2 separate regions of the Mus musculus genome follow, and region 1 is linked to region 2. The links are chromatin contacts, called in public HiChIP or PLAC-seq maps. All regions are on one chromosome and are shown on one strand. Each heading gives the region's core, a stretch centred on a gene start, on an enhancer-like site or on the middle of the called end of the contact. The rest is flanking DNA. Distances are from core to core; before and after follow the strand shown. Region 1 has its middle 28 kb from the start of Gm26578. Region 2 holds the start of Tti2 (TELO2 interacting protein 2).

Region 1 (3,429 bases), core at 900-3,399, 830 kb before region 2:
GCTTTGGGCCTTGACTTCTTCAGCTTGAGGTTCCTCTCCATGCTTGCCTTTGCCCTCAGCACAGCCTTCATGGATGCCTTTGACTCCATACCACCAGACACGGAGCAGGCCCTAGATTTGCTTTTGCTCTTCTTGCTCCTAGGCTATATTATTGTATGCATCTCCACTCTGACTGGCCATGATTTTTTTTTTTTTTTACTTTGTTCCATTCCAAAGCTCAATCCAATCTTTCCTTAGAGTTGCTGATGGGAGTGAATCAAATGATTGACAATTCAAATAGAACTGGATAAAAGTTCCATGAGATGATAAAGAAAACTATTACAACAAACTCCAATGTATGCCCTCAAATTGTTCATCTGCACCTAGAGAGTCATGGTCAGACTTGGAGTCCAGTTTCTAAACTCTGATTCTAACACCATGTTGGTGTTTTAAGAGGCTCATTTCTAAACTTCTTTTGATGCTCTATTTATCTTCCATTTTCTTGCATTCTTAATCTGAGTGCATCTAAAATTTTGCGTGTCTCCTCTTTCCTCAAGTGTTTTACCCTAATCCACTTTTATTATTCTCACTTCCCCTTTTCAAAAAAAAAATTGCAACATATTTTAGAAGAGCAATGTAAGTGGTCCACTCCTTGAGTCTTTCTAGCGTCAAATTCCTCAACGTTTCAATTTGGATTGGAAAGCTACTTAGTAGCTCTCATCATAAAAATCCAGCACAGTTTTATAAACAGATAAATGATCTCAGAGTCCTCACGGGTATAGAGTCATCACAGGTACAAATTACTTGTAGTGTCCTCCACACAACATAAGCAAGAAATAGAGTGGAGAGAGCACAGGATAGTATCATATAACATAACAATCTGTTATATAATATGATATTATCATTGTATGGATTCCTTTCATTGTACCCAAACCTCCTTCTTCCTAGAAAAATTATACAGGTTTATATGTCTAAGGCCAGCATAGTTTCTGCTCAACGGTAGTGCCTTATTCCAATTTATATTGATATTTTGATCCAGGCTATCTTTATTACTATTGAAAATCATTGCCAATCATTAGGAGCATGAAGCCATACCTTATCAAATTTAAACAGAAGTGGAGATTTAAAACGAAGATTTACTTGTTTTTATCTTATATGTATAGGTGTGTTGCCTGGTCACATGAATGCCTGATGCTCGCAGAGGCCACAAGAAGGCATCAGATCCCCTGGAACTGGAGTTACAGTTGGTTCTGAGGTGCCATATGTGTGCTAGGAATTGAACCTAGGTCCTGCAACAGTAACAAATGCTTCTAACCATTAAGCCATCTCTCTAGCTCCTCCAAAAGAGGAAATCTTCTAAACGGATCTTCTAGCAACAACGACAGCAGCAGCAGCAGCAGCAGCAACAACATTTTTCTGTATTAGATAGATGTGAATATTCTGATTCCAAATGGTGGAGATATCCCATGATTATATAGCTAATTTTATGTTCTGTGAGCCTTAGTTGGTTCTGGTGGTGGCACTTAGGACTGAGGGGCTGGGGAGGCAGAGCCAGCAGGTCTCCAGGGCTCACTGATCAGTCAGCTCACCTACTTGGCCAGTTCTAGGCCAGTGAGAGTAAAAGGTGGGCAGTATCTGAAGACTAGCACATAAGGTTTTGTTTTGTTTTTATCATGTTTTCCAGAAGGCTTTTTGATAAATGTACTCAAATATATATCCCAAGGTACCCTAAGTTCAGCAATTCATTTGTGTAATCTCTGTTTGATATCTTTTATGCTACAAGTTTGCTAGCTACTTCAGGATTCATTGGGTCCCAAACGTTGTTCAGAATGCCAAAAAAAAAAAGTGAGAAAAGCAATTTGTGTTTCTGTCTTGAAGAGGTGGAGTCCTCTGCCATTAGTGGAAAAAGGTGTCCCAGGAACAGATGTGAATCCAGAACACACCCAAGGCCAAACAGACTAATGCTAATAGCAGATTCTAAATCCTCTCCCTTGCTGCCTAGGCATATGTTCGTCATCTGATCCTTCCCTGAATGTTTCAGTCAGCTTCTGACAGGGTCCATTCCGGCTAGACATTCCCTGTGGCATGGGTGTCCAGGATGAGCGCTGCCACCTCATGACATACAACCATTTTCTGCGTTCTTCCCCTTTTCCTGTGACGTGTCCTGCATTGCGTGTGAGGGCTGCTTTGCCTATGTGGCAGCCCGACTGCTTTCCTGGCTTTTCCACTTTTGTGGTTACTTTGTAGTTGGGTGGTTTCGTTGGCCAGTGGATTGCCTAATCCTATCAAAGTTCCCTTCCTGGAAGAGCCGGGGCTAGAATTGGGTCAGGTATTGGAATGGGGTGAGCAATGGTGATAAAAATGAACTGAAATGTAGCCTGGATACATGGGGAAATAATGTTTTACATTTCTCAGCTGATGTTTGCACCATTTTTTGTAAAGCAACTCTAACAAAGAGTCTCAAAGGGCAGATCAATGTTAGTGTGCCTAAGGTCCCAGCAGGCATTGTTATTCTTGGTTCTCTGGGAATAAAGGAAACATGTGACAGGGTGGCCTTCAAATGAAGATTGAATGGAGATGTGGTAGGGCAGTAAGGGAAGTAGAAAGGTCTGACCATTAGCTGCTTCCATAAGATCTTCCTCTTTAGCCAGAGTATGTTGTCCCTTATGGCTTTCTATCCTCAATATATGAACAACATGCCTTACACATGGGACCTGTCTGTGTATGAGGGGAGTGCAAGCTCACAGAACCTTGACATTTTTTTTCTTCCTCTATTTTTGCCATCATCATGGTTGCCACTTCCTTGAGTCTTTTTGGATCAAAGTGTTGTTGTTCATAGTTTTGGCCCTGTAGTTGTTTAAGTACAGTCCTCAGGTTTGCCTGTAAGCTGGGATGCGCTGCGTTCACTGTTTTTATTTCTACAGCTTTTGAATTCTTTTAGGAGGATTTTCCTCATTAAAAATAGAGGTGCTTATACTTTCCTAGAATTGCTGAGCCCTTCTGGTTCTGCTTCACAGTGTTCCCTTGTTTTATGTAAGATATTTGAGGTATACCAATGTTATGCAAGAAATCACTTTCTATAGAAATTGAGTTTAAACACAAATTAGGGAGTGGTTTCATGTAGACACAACCCAGAGTTGAATGCAATATTTCTGAAGCTTCCATTTGGGAATTTTGTTTAAATTGTCCTACTTCCTAAAACTTGGTTTGTAAGTGATTTTTCTTTTTCTTTTTTTTTTTCAAAAGCGACAATCATTGCTGTGTAAATTGCATAGTCACTAGTAAAAATCTTGCTTTTTTAACTTAAATAACTGGTGAAAGCCCATTACTCCCAATATACAGTCTTGGTTTCTTGAAACCCAAACCTTTACAAAGCCTAGGAAATGTTGACAGAAGTCCTTTCTTGATTAAACACACACACACACACACACACACACACACACACACACA
Region 2 (3,367 bases), core at 4-2,503:
CGGTCCTTAAGAAATCTATTATCTCAGCACCCCTATCTGTCTGATAATAGTGAAAAGAGCATTACTCACTTATTCAAATGGGGCTTAAGAAGCCCCAAGACCACAGCAAATCTCCCTCGATCGTCTTCATTTTCTCCGCATAGGAATCCTGCCACAGAACTGCACTCAGTAACTCTAAGCAATAAAGACAGCACCTCACCAGCAACATGCTGAGATGCTGGACTGGTCCATGGCTGCTTCAATCTGTGAGTGATGGCAAAAATATACACGGGTCCTGACATGTGACGGAGGCCTGTCTTCCACGCAGGGCAGTCGGGAGAACTCTTGGCAGCTTCAACCTTCCCCAACAGCTTTAGAAACAGTGAGCCAACTTCAGTCGCCTTCTCGGGCACTTCGGGATGCTCTTCGACCCCATCTGCCTTCTCCTCGGGTGCTGCGAACTTCTCCAGGGCTCTCACCACCTGCCCCAGGATCTCGGGCATCCCCCGGAGGGATCCCCCACTCCCACTCCCCTCAAAGAATCTGTCACCTTCGGCGGCTTCTATTAAAGCGCCGAGGTCTTTAAGAGCCGCATTTCTTGCGCCGCCCTGTCCTGATGACTTTGGGCGGCTGAGACGGTTCAGAATCTTGGAGAAGGCTGGTTCGAGGGCCGGGGGAGAGCCCTCTGCAGGCAGGGAGCAGCCGACCCCCGACTTCTCTTCGGCACTGTCCAGCTTCATTCCTAGTCGCACCGGAGGGGCTGGGCTCGCCCCCCCCGCCCCCCCCGGGGGGGGACAGAGACCAAATGGGGATGGTGTCTGGAGTCTCGGAGGGAAGGTCGTCCGGGGCTCGGTGTCCCCCAACGAACAGAACTAAAACCAGGCACAGCTAAAAGGCGAGATGTCTCACTGTCTTGACGCAAGGATCGAGTGTCAATCCACCCAGTAAAGTGGCTGTAAGAAGAGAGCCTCAAGCCGGGCAGTGGTGGCGCACGCTTCAGGAGGCAGAGGCAGGCAGATTTCTGAGTTCGAGGCCAGCCTGGTCTACAGAGTGAGTTCCAGGACAGCCAGGGATACACAGAGAAACCCTGTCTCGAAAAAAAAATAGGAGAGCCTCAAGCTCCTAACACGTAGCGAAATTTGTCTTTCCGAAAACTCAAAAAAGAAAAAAAAAACAGTTAATTTTAAAGACAAACTACTGAACCGTGACACCAAAAAGGCTCCCGAAACCAAGCGCTCTTCCAGTACGGTAGCTGTATTCCGCAACTTCCGGCCCTGGAGAGCATTGTAGCCGTAAAGCAAAACTAACTTCCGCCAGCGGAGCCGCAACGCTTCTTTTTACGACTCGCGACCAGAAAGCAACAAACAGTCCGTCAGAGAAGGAAGGGGTAAAAGGTGGAGCATGAAGGATATATTTGCATAACTAAGCGTTCGCTCATTAAGTTTGTTCCTGATTTCATCTGCTAGGCTAGAAACAAGAGAATTCTCGCAAAATCCTAGTAACAGTTTGAAATTGTACTAGATTTTGTGTGCAAAAGCTAAATAGAGCGGCAGCATATTAGTCACCCTCTTTGAAAAACTGGTGAGACTTACTCGATACTTCGCAAGCTAACAGTAAGGCCGATCCTTTCTGGTTCATAAAGCGTGATGATTGGGTGTTCACGCCATTGCGTGACATGTGCCGCCCATAAACCTTGTTACGACGTGGGCACATTACCCGTCTGACATGAACTTAGGAGGATCCTCCACTTCTGGTTCTTGTGTAGATTAGAGTTATGCCCTGTTTTTTACTTCTTGGTTCAGTCAGGTAGGATTACTGGTTAGGTAGTGGAAAGTGTCCAGGGTACCTGGGACTAATACATTATTACTAAAGTACATTCCATTCCTAAGAGAAACTGAAAGTGACAGAGTTATGCTTCTTACAAGTCGCTCTGGTACAATTCACTTCTTTCTAAGAAAAATTGTTTTATTAAGTTATTACTCTGATGTGTATAAATGCTTTGTTCACATGCGTATATGTGTACCTGGTGCCCCCCCTGGTCCCCGCGGAAGCCAGAAAACAGTGTCCAGTTCTCTGAACTTGAATTTCTGGAGTTTGTTAGCCATGGCATGTTCTTAACTGAACCATCTTTCCACTCCAAGACATGCTCTTCTTAGTGTTACACTATTTGCCACTACACTACCAGTGATGCCTGTGTGGCTTTTTTTCCCCCCTTCACTTCTCTGTGTGACCTCTTGCAAACGGCAATAGCTCAGATCTCTATGTCTTAATTTCTGTATTGGGGAAACAAATGTAGATAATTACTGGTCCCCATCTCTTAGGACTGTTGGGACAATTTTTAATGTACATAAATGCCGGGAACAATATCTGATCAGCATAAAGTTCATAGAGGTGTTAGTTCCCATTGTTATGCAACAGCACCAACATTAATTTACATTTCTTCTTTCCAAGAAAATCTGGTGATTAGAATTCTAACTCGGAACCTCTTTCTTCTGGCTTTTCCCACTCTGACCAATTGGTGGCACTCTGATCAATCACTGCTAACCACTTCCAAGAGAAACCTTCCCTTAACAAAAGCAGCTTGAGGCCAGTCAATAAGAGGTTATTGTGTCTGTACTGTGTGGGACGTTTCTTTTCTGTAGCATGTGCCCTTTGTGTCCAGTGGATCCAGACGCCTTTCAGACTTGAGGAGTGCTCTGTATTGTTGAGATCTCTCGCTGGGTTTCCCAAAGCCCGAGCCAGCCATGCCTTTACTTCTATCTAGTGCCTGGCACAATTTAGTCAAGGCAACAAATGTATCCTGAATGCCCATGTCCACGCACAGAGGACAGGCTGGATTGACCACCCACACAATGCAGCTACATGGAGCTGCGTCCACACAATGCAGCTTGGTGCAGCTGCAGTGAGGGAGAAAAAGCAGTCTCTGTGTAACACCATGGAACTCTGGGAATATAGATAGGTGGAAGGAGCAGAGGGGAGGAAGGGTAGATAGATGCTCTCTTGTAAGAAAGAAGGAAAGATAGAGAGTAAGATATATGCATTTCCTTGTGTGTTAAAGTAGAAATGGAAGGTAAATAACATGTATAAACAATTATGTGTCAGGAAATAACAGAATGAAGGAATAGAAGCAAGATCTCTCTATGTGTACTTTTATCGCTTTAACTCGGAAATCATGTGAAACCCTTACATAATTATTTTTAAGAGAAAATCAGGTGTGGTAGCGCATGACTATAATACCAACTTGAAGGAGGCTAAAGCAGGAAGATCCAGGCCAGCCTGGGCTAAACAGTAACATGGCTCAGTTGGGAGTGTGTTTGCACAGGCAATGGACTAGAACCTCCAGCAGGACAGGAGACTGGGGATAGGGTATGTGCCTGTACACCTAGCA

The links. HiChIP or PLAC-seq counts read pairs in DNA pulled down with a chosen protein or histone mark.
Region 1: an H3K27ac HiChIP or PLAC-seq map of acute myeloid leukemia shows a contact between it and region 2, with 2.9 times the contacts expected there. The contact joins the enhancer-like site here to the promoter of Tti2 in region 2. A contact is called at or near these places in 1 of 39 promoter capture datasets (hippocampal neurons) and 5 of 115 datasets of contacts at active chromatin or transcription factors (acute myeloid leukemia, astrocytes, bone marrow-derived dendritic cells and 2 more).

The regions. Positions count from the first base shown.
Region 1 is chr8:31,979,776-31,983,204 of GRCm38.p6, reverse strand. It overlaps a transcript of Nrg1 not described here. Among named protein-coding and RNA genes, the nearest start is that of Gm26578, 28 kb to the left of the region's middle. Within about 2 kb of position 2,149, at least 5 of the 459 cell types and tissues checked have an H3K27ac peak or open chromatin away from gene starts, as enhancers often do. A contact at or near this core is called in acute myeloid leukemia, where this site is marked.
Region 2 is chr8:31,148,202-31,151,568 of GRCm38.p6, reverse strand. Tti2 (TELO2 interacting protein 2) reads right to left here and starts at 1,253. Exons shown (of 7, transcript NM_144927.3): 1 at 70-1,253. The coding sequence starts at 719. Snord13 (small nucleolar RNA, C/D box 13) reads left to right here and starts at 1,611; the gene lies at 1,611-1,708.